Linked DNA regions of Sus scrofa: region 1 is linked to region 2. The links are chromatin contacts, called in public Hi-C maps. All regions are on one chromosome and are shown on one strand. Each heading gives the region's core, a stretch centred on a gene start, on an enhancer-like site or on the middle of the called end of the contact. The rest is flanking DNA. Distances are from core to core; before and after follow the strand shown.

The links. A called contact is a pair of places that touch in the nucleus more often than the background predicts.
Region 1: a contact with region 2 is called in a Hi-C map of embryonic fibroblasts, with 5 times the contacts expected there. The contact joins the enhancer-like site here to the promoter of FOXC1 in region 2. A contact is called at or near these places in 1 of 5 promoter capture datasets (liver), 25 of 47 Hi-C or Micro-C datasets (alveolar macrophages, blood, brain and 14 more) and 1 of 2 datasets of contacts at active chromatin or transcription factors (skeletal muscle).

What each region holds. Positions count from the first base shown.
Region 1 is chr7:1,179,353-1,186,065 of Sscrofa11.1, reverse strand. All of the region lies in intron 4 of GMDS (GDP-mannose 4,6 dehydratase), which reads left to right. Among named protein-coding and RNA genes, the nearest start is that of GMDS, 100 kb to the left of the region's middle. Within about 2 kb of position 2,270, at least 42 of the 83 cell types and tissues checked have an H3K27ac peak or open chromatin away from gene starts, as enhancers often do. A contact at or near this core is called in brain, embryonic fibroblasts, retroperitoneal adipose tissue and 2 more, where this site is marked.
Region 2 is chr7:833,020-840,127 of Sscrofa11.1, reverse strand. It overlaps FOXC1 (forkhead box protein C1), which reads right to left and starts at 3,040. Exons shown (of 1, transcript XM_005665529.3): 1 at 1-3,040. The coding sequence starts at 2,957. The coding sequence ends at 1,323. It overlaps LOC110261695 (formin-like protein 16), which reads left to right and starts at 3,507. Exons shown (of 7, transcript XM_021099996.1): 1 at 3,507-3,717; 2 at 3,779-3,912; 3 at 4,132-4,360; 4 at 4,490-4,713. The coding sequence starts at 3,507.

The DNA of each region.
Region 1 (6,713 bases), core at 1,021-3,520, 350 kb before region 2:
CTGCTTCTGGAAGCGCCAGCTCCTCTCATGGGCAGAGGGTACGGGGGCAGACCAGTGGCCAGGGCGGCACAGACCTCTGTGCTCTGCCGAGGTGGCTGTTCTTGCTTTTGTTCCCCAGTCTCGTTTCTTTTCTTGTGGATCCTCCGGCCCGCCTGCCACCTGTGCCTTTCCCTGGGTTTTGCACGTTTGGTAATAAGCACTGTAGGTGGTTACAAGATGCAGTTGCAAAGGCTTTTTCATTTTCTGATTTAATGTTCGTGCTTGTGGTACGTGGACCCCACCGGTGTGCCTGTGGTTCCTGGGAAGATGCTTGGCCTCTTCATCTTACGTTCACGAGGGCAGAGGGGGACGGCTGGCTGAGAAAGGGTCCCTGGCTCAAATTCCGGCTCCACTTCTTCTTGGAAGCCTGTTCCGGATTGGAGCAATTGAATTCAAATCTAAAACCACTTAAAAGTCCTTTATAGTCCATTAAGAATTTATATGAGAGAGAAACACTCTATGAACCTTCTCCTCTCCCTGTTCAAACAGATTGTTCTGTTTTATTAGCTCTAGGTGGTATTGTAATTTTGATAACAGCTAATAATGTTTGGAATTTTTCTTATAATTAGTGGACCACACAAAGGTATGTTTGTTGGGCCCGGTTCTCTTAATTCGCTTTCAATAGTGACTTGTTTACGAAATAAAATCCAGAGTATTATTTCAGCTTTGCAACAGTTAAGCTAAAATTAATGCAAATGGCTAAACATGCATATCAATTTGTAGATATCTCTGTAAACACAAATAGTCAATGAATAGTAAGTCAGTGAAGCTACTATGAGTGAGGCTTTTTGTTTTGAACTTTTGATGACGAATGGAAAATTGGTTTTGGATCCCTGATTAGATTAGAACAAACAACTTACGTAAATTAAGACAGAGACAGAAATAATACTTTGTTTAATACAAGGTAATGTAGCTGTCTCTCTTCCCCACAATAAAAAAAAGTGTCAATTTAAGAATTTAAACTTAACTGTTCATTTAAAACGCCAAATAGAGTTTGGTATCCTTTTAGTACGAATGGAGTTTCTAGAATTCTCTTTGTTCAGATGGGATCCTTGAAGTTGGCCTGGTATGATAAAATGAAACCATTTCTATTGCAAAGAAATTTAATGTGTAGTAACTTTTTAATAAATTTCTACTGTAAATCATTAATTCTACTCTCAATCATTATTTCCACTGTAAATCATTAAGCAGTGCCAGTGGGAAATAAATTACCTGAAGCTTTTATTTAATTTCCATTTTTCAAAAATATCTGGCACCGAAGACAGCAGGCTTGTTATGTTACCCCTTCTAGTGATGTCACATGAAGTGTATGTTGTTTAGGGATGGTAACTAAGACATCATCCGTGACGAATTTGAATTTGCTTCATTTACAAGTTTTACGCAGAAGGGCTTGGTCTGGCTTGTCAAGCTTGTCCTTGTCCTTGGACGGACGGGTCCTCGGCAAGAGTGGAATTCTCAGAGGTGCGCTTGCTTTACAGGCGACAGCGCTGGTGCTCGTGCTTGAGGTGACAGGCATCGCCTTGGTGGCCGCTGTGTGGTCACCGCGGGGCGGCGGCAGGTCGACGGACGGGGCAGCCGTGCTTTTCCTTTTGTCTGATTTTCAGGGGAAACCCTCTTCCTGAGTCTCCTTCCCACGCCCAGCCTGCAGGTTTTATTGGCGCTGGTTACTTGCACAGTAAAAAGTCTTCGAGAGCTTGGCAGTGTTGACACAATAAACCTTTAAGGCGCATTCTGCAGGCTGGGACTCCCCTCGTTAGCCCCGACGGGAAATGTCGTCTCTGCCTTCGCTGTGTGGCTTGATGGCTGTGAAATGGTTCGTAGAGGAAAGCTCTGTTTTGTTTTTTGGGTTGTTTTGCTTAAGGGACTTGTGTGGCTCACCCCGGCGTCTCTCCCGGCTTTGTTGGTTGGTGTGACACGCGCATTTGTCAGACAGCTCAGAGCTGGCGCGGTCAGGTCAGCACCGGGGAGGCCCAGGGGCTCTCGAGGTCTGTGTTCCCCTGTCTCCGCCCGAAAGAAGCATTCGAGTGTTTGGCAGAGATCAGTGCGTTATTGGATCAGTATTTGCGTTATTGGTAGTTTAAATAATGTGAGTAGATACTTTTTTATCTTGTTTCTTTACATTTCCCTTATACCAAATGTTATGAAAGTGTCACTCCGTCCTACGGTGTGGCAGGATGTTTGGACTGCAGTCTCGTGGAATGAATTAATTTCACTGTAATTGGTTCAGTGACCGAATGGAAAAAACTGCTGGTTTTGGTGTATGTTAAATGAGGCATCCCGGGCCCTTTCAGTTTTGGAGGGTTGCTTCGCAGAGAGAGAAATAGGAGTTCCTGGCAAGCGGCTGTGTTTTCGAAGGGACGCAAACCACGGCAGCCGCCTCTCTGGTCGCCTGTGCCGAGGAGAGACGGGCCTGCTTGGGGCGCGGGCGGTTCCGGGCCGGGGAGGCGTGTTATGCGCCGTCGTGCACATAGGTGGCAGCAAAGCGCCGCAGACAGCGGAAGTCAGCCTCGCCGCTGCGGGCGCTGAGTGACAGCCGAGCCGGACTGCCATCGGCGTGGCTGCCCCGTGCTGCAGTTGAACGCAAAGTAGGAAAGAAAGCCACTATTGATAACACCAGAGTGTTCCCAGGACAGTGAAGAAGGCTGGGAGGAGCTGTAACACACTGAATTTCTGGACAGATCCCAGGTGGGAAGGCTTAATCTCTTAAGGTATGTCTCCCACCCCGAGAGAGGACAGGCGTCCGCCGAGATGATCCCCGCGTCCAAGGCGAGAGGCCACAGAGGGCCAGGGCGCAGGAGAGCGGGAAGCGGGGGAGAAACCGGACGCCCGCTGCCGAGGCACGTCATGGCCTGCTGCCTGCGGTGCCTCTGGCCGGCTCGGCTGCTCCTGACTTGAGCAAGTTTCAGAGGAAATATCCGTCCACGACCAGGCAGGCCTTCCATGGGAGCGCTTGCTCCCACGTCAGCGTTTTAGAAAGTAGAACTGCAGCTGGAGCTGCTGTTCAGCACCCAAGCACAAGTGCCTGTCCTCCGCCTGCGCGTGCGGTTAGTGCGGCCCGCTCTGTCCCGAGCCTCCCGGTAGTGACATCATCCGTCTCCTCGGTGCCGGCCGTCAGAGCCATTAGTGGGTCATCCGCGTCTGCTGCCCAGGGCCGGCCCGCGGCTTCCCACCCGTGGCCGAGGTAGCTTTCGACTTGGAGCTTTGAATTTGGGGAAACACAGCCAGGAGGGTCCAATGCAGCACAGTGGTGTTTATTAGAAACGGGAGAGAGGAAGCAAGTTGTAAAAAAGCGGTCAGCCGCGAATCGGGCTCCTCACGCGCGAGCCGAGGCCCCTCGACACCTCCGAGGCCGGCGACCTGGCTCGGGACGCCGCGGCCGGGGGCTCGTCCTCCGCCCTGCCCTCCTGTGCCTGCGGCCCGCCGACCAAGGGCCGCGTCGCCGGCTGAGCGGAAGGTGTGTGTGTGGAACCACTTGCTCGGGCCCAGCGTCTGGCAAGTCTCTCGTGACAGCGACCTATTTTTTCACATCATTATTTTTTTAGTGAATGCGATATCTTAACAACCCCTTCCCTCCTTTCTGGGTTCAAAAAATAACACTTCACATGATTTATTTCCCCTGCTGCATGAGGGCCCGGCGGAGAGGGAAGGGATGTGGCTGCCGGGCCCCGTGGCCCCGGCCCCCCGGCCGCCGCTGCAGTGGCCGCGCTGCCTTTGCACGGAGCAGAAGACACACCCCGGCCGCTGGCTGCTTAGCAGGGATCGCGTGGTTGGGCTCCCCACAGTCTCTGCCCCCGTCGGCAGGGAAGGAAGATACACGCGTACACGTTTGCTCGTGCTCTCTGGCTTAAGCGAGCCCTTGTGTTAATGCCTTCAGTCCGTGCACACAGATGGGTCTGTTACTCGGTGTTCTCGTAGGCGGGTGCCAACGTACAGGGACCGAGAACAATGTGAGCTCATCCACATTTGAATTTGATCCTACACGTGTCACTATTTTTATAATTTTGTGGGCTTTCGATTTAATTAATTCAGTGGAATTTTTATAAGACAAACGTTTACCACCAAACGATTTTTAAAATCAAAGTCTGCATTGTTTGAATTAGTCACAGTTACCCATAAATTGCTTTATAACCCATTATCCGAAGAGCCAATGTATTTGTGGCAGATTTAGACACAAATGTGGGAGCTGTGTCCTCGGGTGACGTGTGCTGTCTGTAAACAGCTTTCTTCCAGAGGTGGTTCGGTCTTGCAGGTGTCTGTGTGCGTTCTCTCTCTTACATATTCGCTGCCTTTTCGGCCACGTGCTCTGTCACGATGGGGCAGCACCAGGGAGGTCCTTCACGCCCCCTCTTCTCTGAAGCAATTCCCCCAACGCAGGGACGACCCCACTTCCTCTTGACTGCGTGATTTCCGAGGGTCCTGTCAGGGTGGGCACATCTAACAGAAGAGTGTGGTCTTAAAGCGTTGCTTTTAAACCCGAGGTTTTCGTGGTGTTGGCACCAGCGTGTCCGTTGTCCCGTGGAAGTGCTGTGACTGTCCTCCCTCAGTCAGTGCGTGCGGGTACTGAGACATCCTCCAGTTTGCGTACAGCCTTTCACATGGATTTTAGAAAGGATGCACCTTATCAGTAATTTTTGATGCACTTTTCAAAGAGAGAAACAGATTTTAGGTGAGTTAGAGAGGTCTTTCAAAATTGTATGGTGTCTTTTAACTAATTGCAATTTGTGATGGCTTAACATTTATGCGATGAGTCTTGCAAAATCGTAGACGTGAAAATTTGTGCTGTAATATGATATTAGCTTATGCAGTGCTCTTGAGTGCTTCTTTTTTAAATTGCGTTACCGTGCGTGCAGTTAATAGGTAGCGTTCTAGTTGATGAGCAAGAGAGTGCCCTCTGTTTTTAGGATTACCCTGTCAGGTTATTCATTGTCTTAATTCTGGCTTTTCATTCTAACTCTGCGCAACTTGTGCTTTAAAATCTGATAAACTATTTTTAAATGTGTAAATGTTTACAATTATGTATACGGGTAGACAGAGCCCATAATCCTCAAATGCACTTTTTCAGGCCTCCATTGTTTTCTGTGACGTATTAATCAGTGGGAAAATTTAACTAATTTACTATAAATGCCCTGAAGTCCAATTTTGGCTCCAAATTTATCCTTTAAAAAATGCCTTTTTTCTTTTTTCCAGGTTGCATCTTTCTTTCTGGATTGAAGACTTAGCTTCACAAACGTGTTGCCTGTAGTTTGTTTTCTCTGAGGGGCGCTTTCACGTGGATCTGATGTAGGGACTGGCTCAGGCCTCTAATTGTCTCTGTCTCTGTCCCGTCAGCCTGCTTCTTTCTCTCATGGTTTCTTCTTGAGGATTCCAGTCTCCAAGCTGAACATCTTTTATGACAGTGAGTCTTGGTGGTGTAACTTCCCTGGCACAGGATCAGAGACTAACCCATAGAACTCAATTAAAAAAGTCTCTAACGTGCGAAATATTAGCTTGTTTATCATTCATGTTTTTTTTTTTCTCTTTTGACAGGCTTGGTTGAATTTTCTTTTTCTTTTTCTTTTTTTTCCTTATGTTTTCTGCCATGCTAATTTTGAGAGAATTTACAGATATATCATTTGGGAAAAGATGTATTTTAACTGGCAGCATAAATATCCTGGTTACAGAGCTATCTGGTCAGAGATTTTAAATCGCAAACCAGTGAGAATTCATTCTTTATAATGTTGCATGAATTACACTTAGTGCTTTCCGTCAAATTTTGGCATAAACACCGTCACGTTTTTAAAAAAGGAAATCTCAGAGTCCGTTCATACGCTCATGGAATATTCAATAGAAGCACTGCAGGTTAATTTTATCCTCTTTCATCAGAAAATGGAAGTTTACAAAGACTTTTGGCTCATCTGCCTGTTTTCTTGCAGTTGCTCAGACGGTTGAGAACTTTTCGTGCCGTGGCTTCCCCAGAGAAGAACTGCCTTTCTCTGTGTAGAACAGCGACAGTGACGTGCGGAGATTGAGTGCCGACCTCCGCTTCTGGGGGCACTTCATTTTCTCCACGGCAGTAAATCTTAATTCCAGATGTTAACACATGACATTCATGTGCTGTTCCAGTCACATGTGGGTTTGGAGGTTTTTTTTTTTTGGGGGGGGGGGAATATTCACTCTGTGACCTGATGCTCTGTGTAGTGTCATGATTTCTCAGTAATGCGGATTTTGTTGCTCTTATTTACTTTGTATTTGCAGCCTTCCATCTGCATTAGACTGAAGGCATCTGTTTACGGCCACCTATCAAATCCCTTCCTGAATCACCTGTCCTTTATTGAACTTGTGTCATGAACATAGAGCATTATGAATAGAGCGTCATGAAAGTAAATTAGTTTGTTGTGTATACAGATAATGTTCATGAAACATCACTGTAACATGAAAATATTGATTGCTGGAACATTTATGACATTAAGAAAATATTTAAACACGGACTGATGTCTGAAAATTTGTAAGATGTTTATCTCTTAGAAGTTTGTGATAAATCTAAAAGATAACTAGGTATTTCACTCTATTGAAAATGGATAGATGTGTATCTATTTGACCCATCCTAAATACAGTTATTCAGCGATGTCAGCTTCGTTGGTCTTATGTCTGTGGTCACTGTACTGAAACGTAAAACGTACTGAATACGAGGTACT
Region 2 (7,108 bases), core at 1,791-4,290:
CGGTACACTTGATTTTTAAAAAATCAATCCATCTTCAGAAGACATGAAGGATCGCCGATGTGGGTGAGTTATATACATTCATTTAAAAGCTGCTTTATTTTTCCTCTTAAAAAAAGAGGGAAGTTAACAGGGAAAAAAAAAAAACAAACAAACATGCATCCAGCATTGGCCTCACAGGGGTGTCTAGTACACCTCGCTGTGTTTTGTGCGATGCACAAGCCAAATATTCATCTGTGTGGAGCCGGAGTCACCGTCACCTCTCCACACACAGGTACCACTGTGCTAAGGCCGCCGCGGATTCCTGGGCTTTAAATTTCCAGACCATGTCCTCCCTGACTGAGAAAATGTGCTTGTGTAAATGCCAACTCAGGTCTGTTTTGGGAAATATCTTTTCCCTAGCCACGAAGCAAGCGGACTATACAGGACACGGTGCAGAAAACGCTGCAGGAAAAAAAAATCTGAACAAAAAGACTTTCATGTGAAATTTGACAAGGAATCGTCAGAGGGTTTCTCTACTCTTTCATAGATTTAGCAGGAGAATCAGTAAAATTATAGTGTTTTAATCTCTGAAATTTTTTTCTTATAATAATTAAGGCTGCATTAAAGTATCCAGACATATAGGTCTCATTCAAACGGAAGGGTAATTTATTAATAAACAAACAATGAATATGTTCGACAAAAGGAAAGATAGGATAAGGTGAGTACAGTTGCCCTTTTATAATGAAAAAAAGCACAATTTAAGGTTTCAGGCAATTTAACGTCAGGTTTTGGAAACACTTTCTGGCGTTTGGTCCACGACATCCAACTACAAATTAAAAATAAATTACTATGTTGCAATTTACATTTTAAAACAAGTCCATGAATAAAAAGAAAGCCACGTTCATAAACAGGGACTCCCCCCTCCTTTCGACAGAGGATAAAATAGTATCTTACAGGTGAGAGGCGAAGCAGGAGGCGGCAGGGATGCAGGGAGGAGGAAAGCCTGCTCTCTGGGAAGAAGAAGAAACTTACGTGCTGTCTGGAGTTAACACTGTCCTCTAGCAAAGCCCGACTCTGCTGTCTCTGTATAGAACAGTTTAGGTTTTGTTTATTCAGACAAGGCGACGTGGAGGTGGCTCCCAATCCATCTTTTAGGAAAAGACTTTTCTTCGTGCTGGTGGGTTGGAAGTTGGGAGGGATTCTGTTCTCCGGTGTGGTGAGCTTTTGCTTTTCAAAGTGGGCTTTTTTGGTTTCGGTTTTGCCTCGAGGGTTCTCTGGGCTGCTCCTGCGCCGGGGTCCGGTTCAGTGGGGCTGGGAGGCGGGCTGGGGGGGCGGGGGGGGGGTCAGAACTTGCTGCAGTCGTAGACGAAGGCCCCGGACGTGCGGTACAGGGACTGGCCCGAGGGGAAGGTCATCTGACAGCTGCTGTTCCCGTTCACCGGGGAGTTGTTCAGGCCGATCCTCTGCGACTCGAACATCTCCCGCACCGAGTGGAAGTTCTGCTGCTGGCCCGGGTAGCCCGCGGCCGCCGCCGCCGCCGCGCTGGCCAGGTGGCCCAGGTCCCCGCCCGCCTGGTTCAGGTACCACGAGGCCAGGCGGCCTTGGTGGGCCGCAGGGTGGTGGCCGGCCTCCTGGCCGCCGCCGGCGCCGTGGCCCAGGGACGAGGAGCTGCTGCTGGTGGCCGGGGGCAGGGAGTAGTCGGGCAGGGGGTCGTCCACCGAGGAGCCGCCAGAGCCCGCGGGCGCGCCCTGCACGTGGCCGCCGCGCTCCCCGGCCGCGTACAGGCTCATGGCCTGCAGGTTGCAGTGGTAGGTCCCGGCGCCCCCCGCCCCTCCGCCCCCACCCCCGCCCGAGCTGCCCGCGCCCGGGCTCTGGCTGCAGGGGGAGCCGTACAGGGAGCTCTGGCCCGGAGAGTAGGCGCCGAGCGCCAGCGGGGGCGCGAGGCCGGCGCGCGAGGACGCGGCGGCCGGGGCCAGGAGGCCGGCGCCCAACTCGGCGGCCGCGCCCTGCGGCGACCCCCGCAGGGACGTCATGATGTTGTCCACGCTGAAGCCCTGGCTGTGCGGCGGCGCGGGCGCGGGCGGCGGGCCGGGCTCCGCGCCGTCCAGGCTCAGCGGCCGCGCCGCCGGCAGGCCGCCCGGGGGGCTGCCCCCGCTGGACAGGCTGCTGCTGCTGCTGTCGGGGCTTTCGATTTTGGGCACCGCGGCGGCGCCGGCGCTGCCGCTGCCCAGGGCGGCGGCCGGGGACAGGGGCTGGGGCGGCGAGGGGCACGTACCGTTCTCGGTTTTGATGTCCTGGATGCGCACGGGCGGCGGCTGCGCTCCGGACGCGGCGCCGTCGGCCTGCTCCGGCGGCGCGGGCGCGGCCGGACGGCCGGGCGGCGGCGGCGGCGGCGGCGGCTCCTTGAGGTGCAGCCGGTCCTTCTCCTCCTTGTCCTTCACGGCGTCCTTCTTCTTGAAGCGCCGCCGCCGCCGCAGGAAGCTGCCGTTCTCGAACATGTTGTAGGAGTCCGGGTCCAGCGTCCAGTAGCTGCCCTTCCCCGGCTTCTTGTCGTCGCGCGGCACCTTGACGAAGCACTCGTTGAGCGAGAGGTTGTGGCGGATGCTGTTCTGCCAGCCCTGCTTGTTGTCCCGGTAGAAGGGGAAGCGGTCCATGATGAACTGGTAGATGCCGTTCAGGGTGATCTTCTTGTCGGGCGCGTTCTGGATCGCCATGGTGATGAGCGCGATGTAGCTGTAGGGCGGCTTCACCATGTCCTTGGGCTGCGGCTGCGGCGTGTAGGGCCCGTAGGCGCGGGCCATGCCGCCCGGGTACTGCTCGGCGTGCGCCGGGTGCGAGTACACGCTCATTGGGGCCGGCATGGCGCTGTAGCCGCCCCCGGCCGCCGCCGCCGCCGCGCGGTAGTAGCTCTGCTCGCCGCCGAGGTAGGGCACCACTCCCAGGGAGTTGGGGCTGGACACGGAGTAGCGCGCCTGCATGGCCCCGCTCGCCGCCGCCGCCGCCGCCGCCGCCGCCCCCCGCCCTCTCTCGGGCCGGCCGCCCAGTCCGAGTCCGGGCCCGAGGGCTGGTCGCCGGGCCGCCGCCGCCGCCGCCGCCGCCTCCCCTGCGCTGGCCCGGCTCCGGGGCGCCTCCGGCCGCCGAGGAGGATCGAGGCGGCGGAGAGGGCCGGACGCGGACGCGGCCGACGGCCTTGAACGCGCGCAGCAGCTTCCAGGCGGGAACGGGAAAGAAGAGCCCCAACTGGAAAACAAGAAGCCGCTCGGCTCGCCGCACCGCCTGCGCCTTCCAGGAGGCTCTGCCCCAGCCGCCGGCGAAGGCGGCCAGATAACCAGGGCGGGGGGCAGCGCGCCGGCCGCCTGCCCGGGCCCGCGTCACCTTTTTTTCAGTCTCGCGCGCGCCGGCCGCCTAAGGAAGCATTGGAAAAACTTCTGAACTTTTGAGCATCCGTCACCGAGGCGAGGACTTTTTTACGCAGTTACATTTTTTCCGGGCAGCGGAGCCCCGCCCCACCGCGGCGGCCGCAGCCAATGGGAGGCGGGAACGCCTCCGAGGGAGCCGGAGGCCGAGCCGCGCCGGCCCGCGCCCCGCCGCGGAGGACCGCGGGGCTGACCACACGCGCGCCGGCCCGGCTGCCCTGCTCCCGCGCCCGGCCCGCGCCCCAGCCCGCGCCCCTGCCGGCGCCCGGCCCGCGCCTGGCCCCCTCCCGCAGCCGTGCGCTCTCGCGCCCGGCCGCCAGCGGTCCGCGCCAGGCCCTGCCCCCAACTCCGGGCCCTAGGCTGGACGTCCATTGTTCCCCCAGACTTCCCGGGTCCTCCGGGCCCCGCGCAGACCCTTCCTCCGGCCGCCGCTCCCGGATGTCACCGAGTCCCCAGGTCCCGACTCGCGCTGGCCCTCTCCCGCTCCTTGGCGGATCTGGCCGACCCCAGCGCCAGGGTTTCCCGGGCCGCTCCGCCCCTTCTCCTCTCCCCCTCCCCTCCCACCCTTTCCCTCCCTCCCTCCCTCCCTCCCTCCCTCCTGGTCGCCAGCCTCCCCGGCTCCCACAGGTCTCCGGTTTTCCCCCACCTGGAGGTTCTCCAGGGCTGAGCTGGGTTACAAAGGGCAGGGCTTTAAGGGCTCAGTCACAGCCGAGCTCTGTTCGCGGTGGGGGAGGAGTTGGTGCCCCCACCTCGCCGTCCCCGCGACCGCTCCCCCGTGGAAATAAGGGAGGTGGAAACGGGGCCTCGCCAGGAGCTCGGGGCCGGGGTTGGCGGCGAGGGTGCCTGCGGCGCGCGCTGCTGGAGCCTGGAGGCTTCCCAGCGCATCTTCGGGCTTCACCGCGACCGCCCCCTCTTGTCGGGCCCGGCACCTTTCGGCTCAAAGGAGGGGTCCGGCGGCGGGCTCAGTGACAATAGCAGGTGTGATGACAAGAAGCAAATAAATCTGTCCCAGCTCCCTCTCCACGCACGCGTGGCTGCCCGCTCGCAGAGATGATGGGCGTGACCGGGGGGGACGTTCGGAACCGCACCTGCAGGGCGGCTGGAGGTTCTGCGGGATGAGCACAGAGGCGAATCTTTGTGCCGGCGCCTGCGACTTGCAGTTTCCGGGCGACTGGGCCGGAATGGAGAGAAGAGGAATGAGCGGGAGAGAGACCCCAGGCCGCGCAGGAGGTGGCCTCCTCCCGCGGGCAGCGGCCTCTGCACCTGGGAAGCTCCGAAACAGCCCTTCCCGGCCCTTTACTGGAAGTTGGAGGAACGGGCGCGTCTAGGGGGTGCGGAGGCGAGCAGCGTGTCGCATCTCACACCTCCATCCCCCAATTCCTGACAATCTTTAACTGTGAGGACGTGTTGGGAACCCTTTTGGCTTCGCGGCTGGAATCCGGCTTCCTCACTCCGCATAATTGGAGCTGCAGCTGCGGTTTAGGTGTCAGGGCGCAGGCCGGCGAAGTTTTTAGATGTAAGGCGGAGGGGCCCCTTCCATGGAGAGAAGCGAGGGCCCCTTCTTGCTCCTTCTGAACTAGCCTGGTGCCCGGAAGTCTGGCTCCCGGCCTCCCCGGCCTGCCGAGCTCCCCGGCAGCTCCCGACTCCATTCCTGGGCGTCTGCAAGGCCGCCTCCACGGCTGGAGGAAACCCTGGATTCGCCGGCCGGAGACTCAGTGCTTCTGAACACTTGTGCGGGAAAGGAAGGGGGAAGCCCCACCACAGGAAAGGCCAATTCGTGTCGAGCGCCTGCTCCACTCCGGATGTAAGTGGTGCCTTGGCCGAGGCTTTACAGGCGCCCGGGTTCAGCCTGGAGGCCAAGGAAGCCTCTGGTTGCCACGAAGACCTAGGCATTTGGTGGCTCTGGCCTCTAAGCCGAGTTTCCACTGTACACAGGGCGTGGGCCCCCTCGGCCGCTTTCCCGGCGTGGTTGTGCGGGGGACCGTGGTGCTGCCCAGCTGCCCCCAGTCCCCAGCGGCCTTGCCTGCCACCCCCCACCCCGCCCCTCGGCCGGAGAGGTGGAAACAGCTCATTACGCACACTGCAGATCCGACAGTGGGGCTGTGCTGGGCCCCAGCTTCTTCGGAGTATAAAAGTTGCGGCTGTGAAATTAGTATCTGGCGGGAAAAAAGGAGGGTGCCGTTGAGGAAGCATCGGCTTTCTCCTGGTGGAGCTCTGGATATTTGCCAGGAAAAGATATTTGCATTTGTGTTTTATAAGCTTCCTCGGAAGCAAACCTCTACTAAACGGCTCGATTGTATTTCAAGTGCTTGACTTATTATTGTTGGTGGTGGTGTTACCTTAACAGCGAGGCTCAGAAATGAAGACTTTGGGGAAAGAGTTTAAGTTTTTCTGTTCATGTTAGAGTTTCTGATGCCCCTTTTGCGGCTCCATGGGCAGTTCAATCACTGCCTCCCCCACAGCCCTTGACTAGCCGAAATGCTCCCCCGCAGGAAGCCTTCTGCTTTTCTGACACCTCGCGCTGAGGCCTGAGGGTCCCGCGGGCGACAGCCGTAATGGATGTTTGGTGGCCCTGTCGCTGGCCCTCCCCACCGCATCCCCTCTCTGACCCACCAGCCAGGGTCACAGTTCCTGGGGCCCACGAGGGGTCTTAGATCTGGGGAGGGGGGGTAACGTCACAGCACACCCCAAACAGGCCTCCCGGGCCCTAGGCTGGAAAACCACCAGGAAAGAGAGGAAATGCCAGATTCGGACGTGGCGACACCGCAGGAAGAGGGGGAGGGGTGGTGTCCTAACGCAGGTCACCAGGAGCCAAAGGAGCTCCTTTTTTTTCCAAGTCAAAAAAAAGGGAATAGGGGTCGGGGCTGGAACCCCTGAGTCCAGAAAAGGACCCCGAGGGGCATGAGCCTGGCCCAAGGTGCAGGTATTGTCTGTGGTCAGAGACACCTCAGGAACTTTCCAGCGGCCCCCAGCCATGGGAGGTGATCTTCTGGAATGGGGCGGGGGGGCGGGGGGAGAGCTGGTACTGGCTGGGGGCCGCTCTGTCCAGGAGCTTCAGGAGCCAGGAAAGACGGGCTTTCAGAGGGTGCAGCGAGCAAGCACTGGGGCTCTGCAAACTGGGGGGGCTGCATGCCTGCAGCCTTGCCACTGCCTCTGTGGGGGCTGGAGGCATGTGTCCGACTGCACGACCTGAAAACTCCCCGCTAGACTGACGTCACAAGCAATTGTAGCCCAGTCCCTCTCGGGGTGTCTTTGGGCGATTTAGCTGTTTGGGGACGTTCTCCATATGGCCTCGTTTATGAAGGGCAGGAGGCCAGGGGTGGGGGGGGTACGCGGGTGTCAGTGACCCTTATTCGTTATCAAACCATGTGCCCGGCAGGGAGCACTGGTCATCCTCGGAGAGGGCAGGCACCCACCGGCAATGTGCCAAGACTCCCCACAGTTCAACTTCTTCGTTGGGGGGGGGGTCTGAGTTCAGATTCTGTGAACTCGGTCTTCGAAATTCAGCCCCCTCCATAGAAAACCAACTCCTGTGATAAATGAAAAGACCGTTTGTTTTTCGATTGTTTGAAAAACCAAGTGACCGCCGTGCAGGAACGAATTGTAGCACTGCTCGCCTAAGGGCTCCACAGGAAGTTTCTAGGATGGGGTAACTTAATGCCCCGAGTCCCCAAGACAGGCCGGCCCGCTCATTACTCCAACCGAGGGCGTGT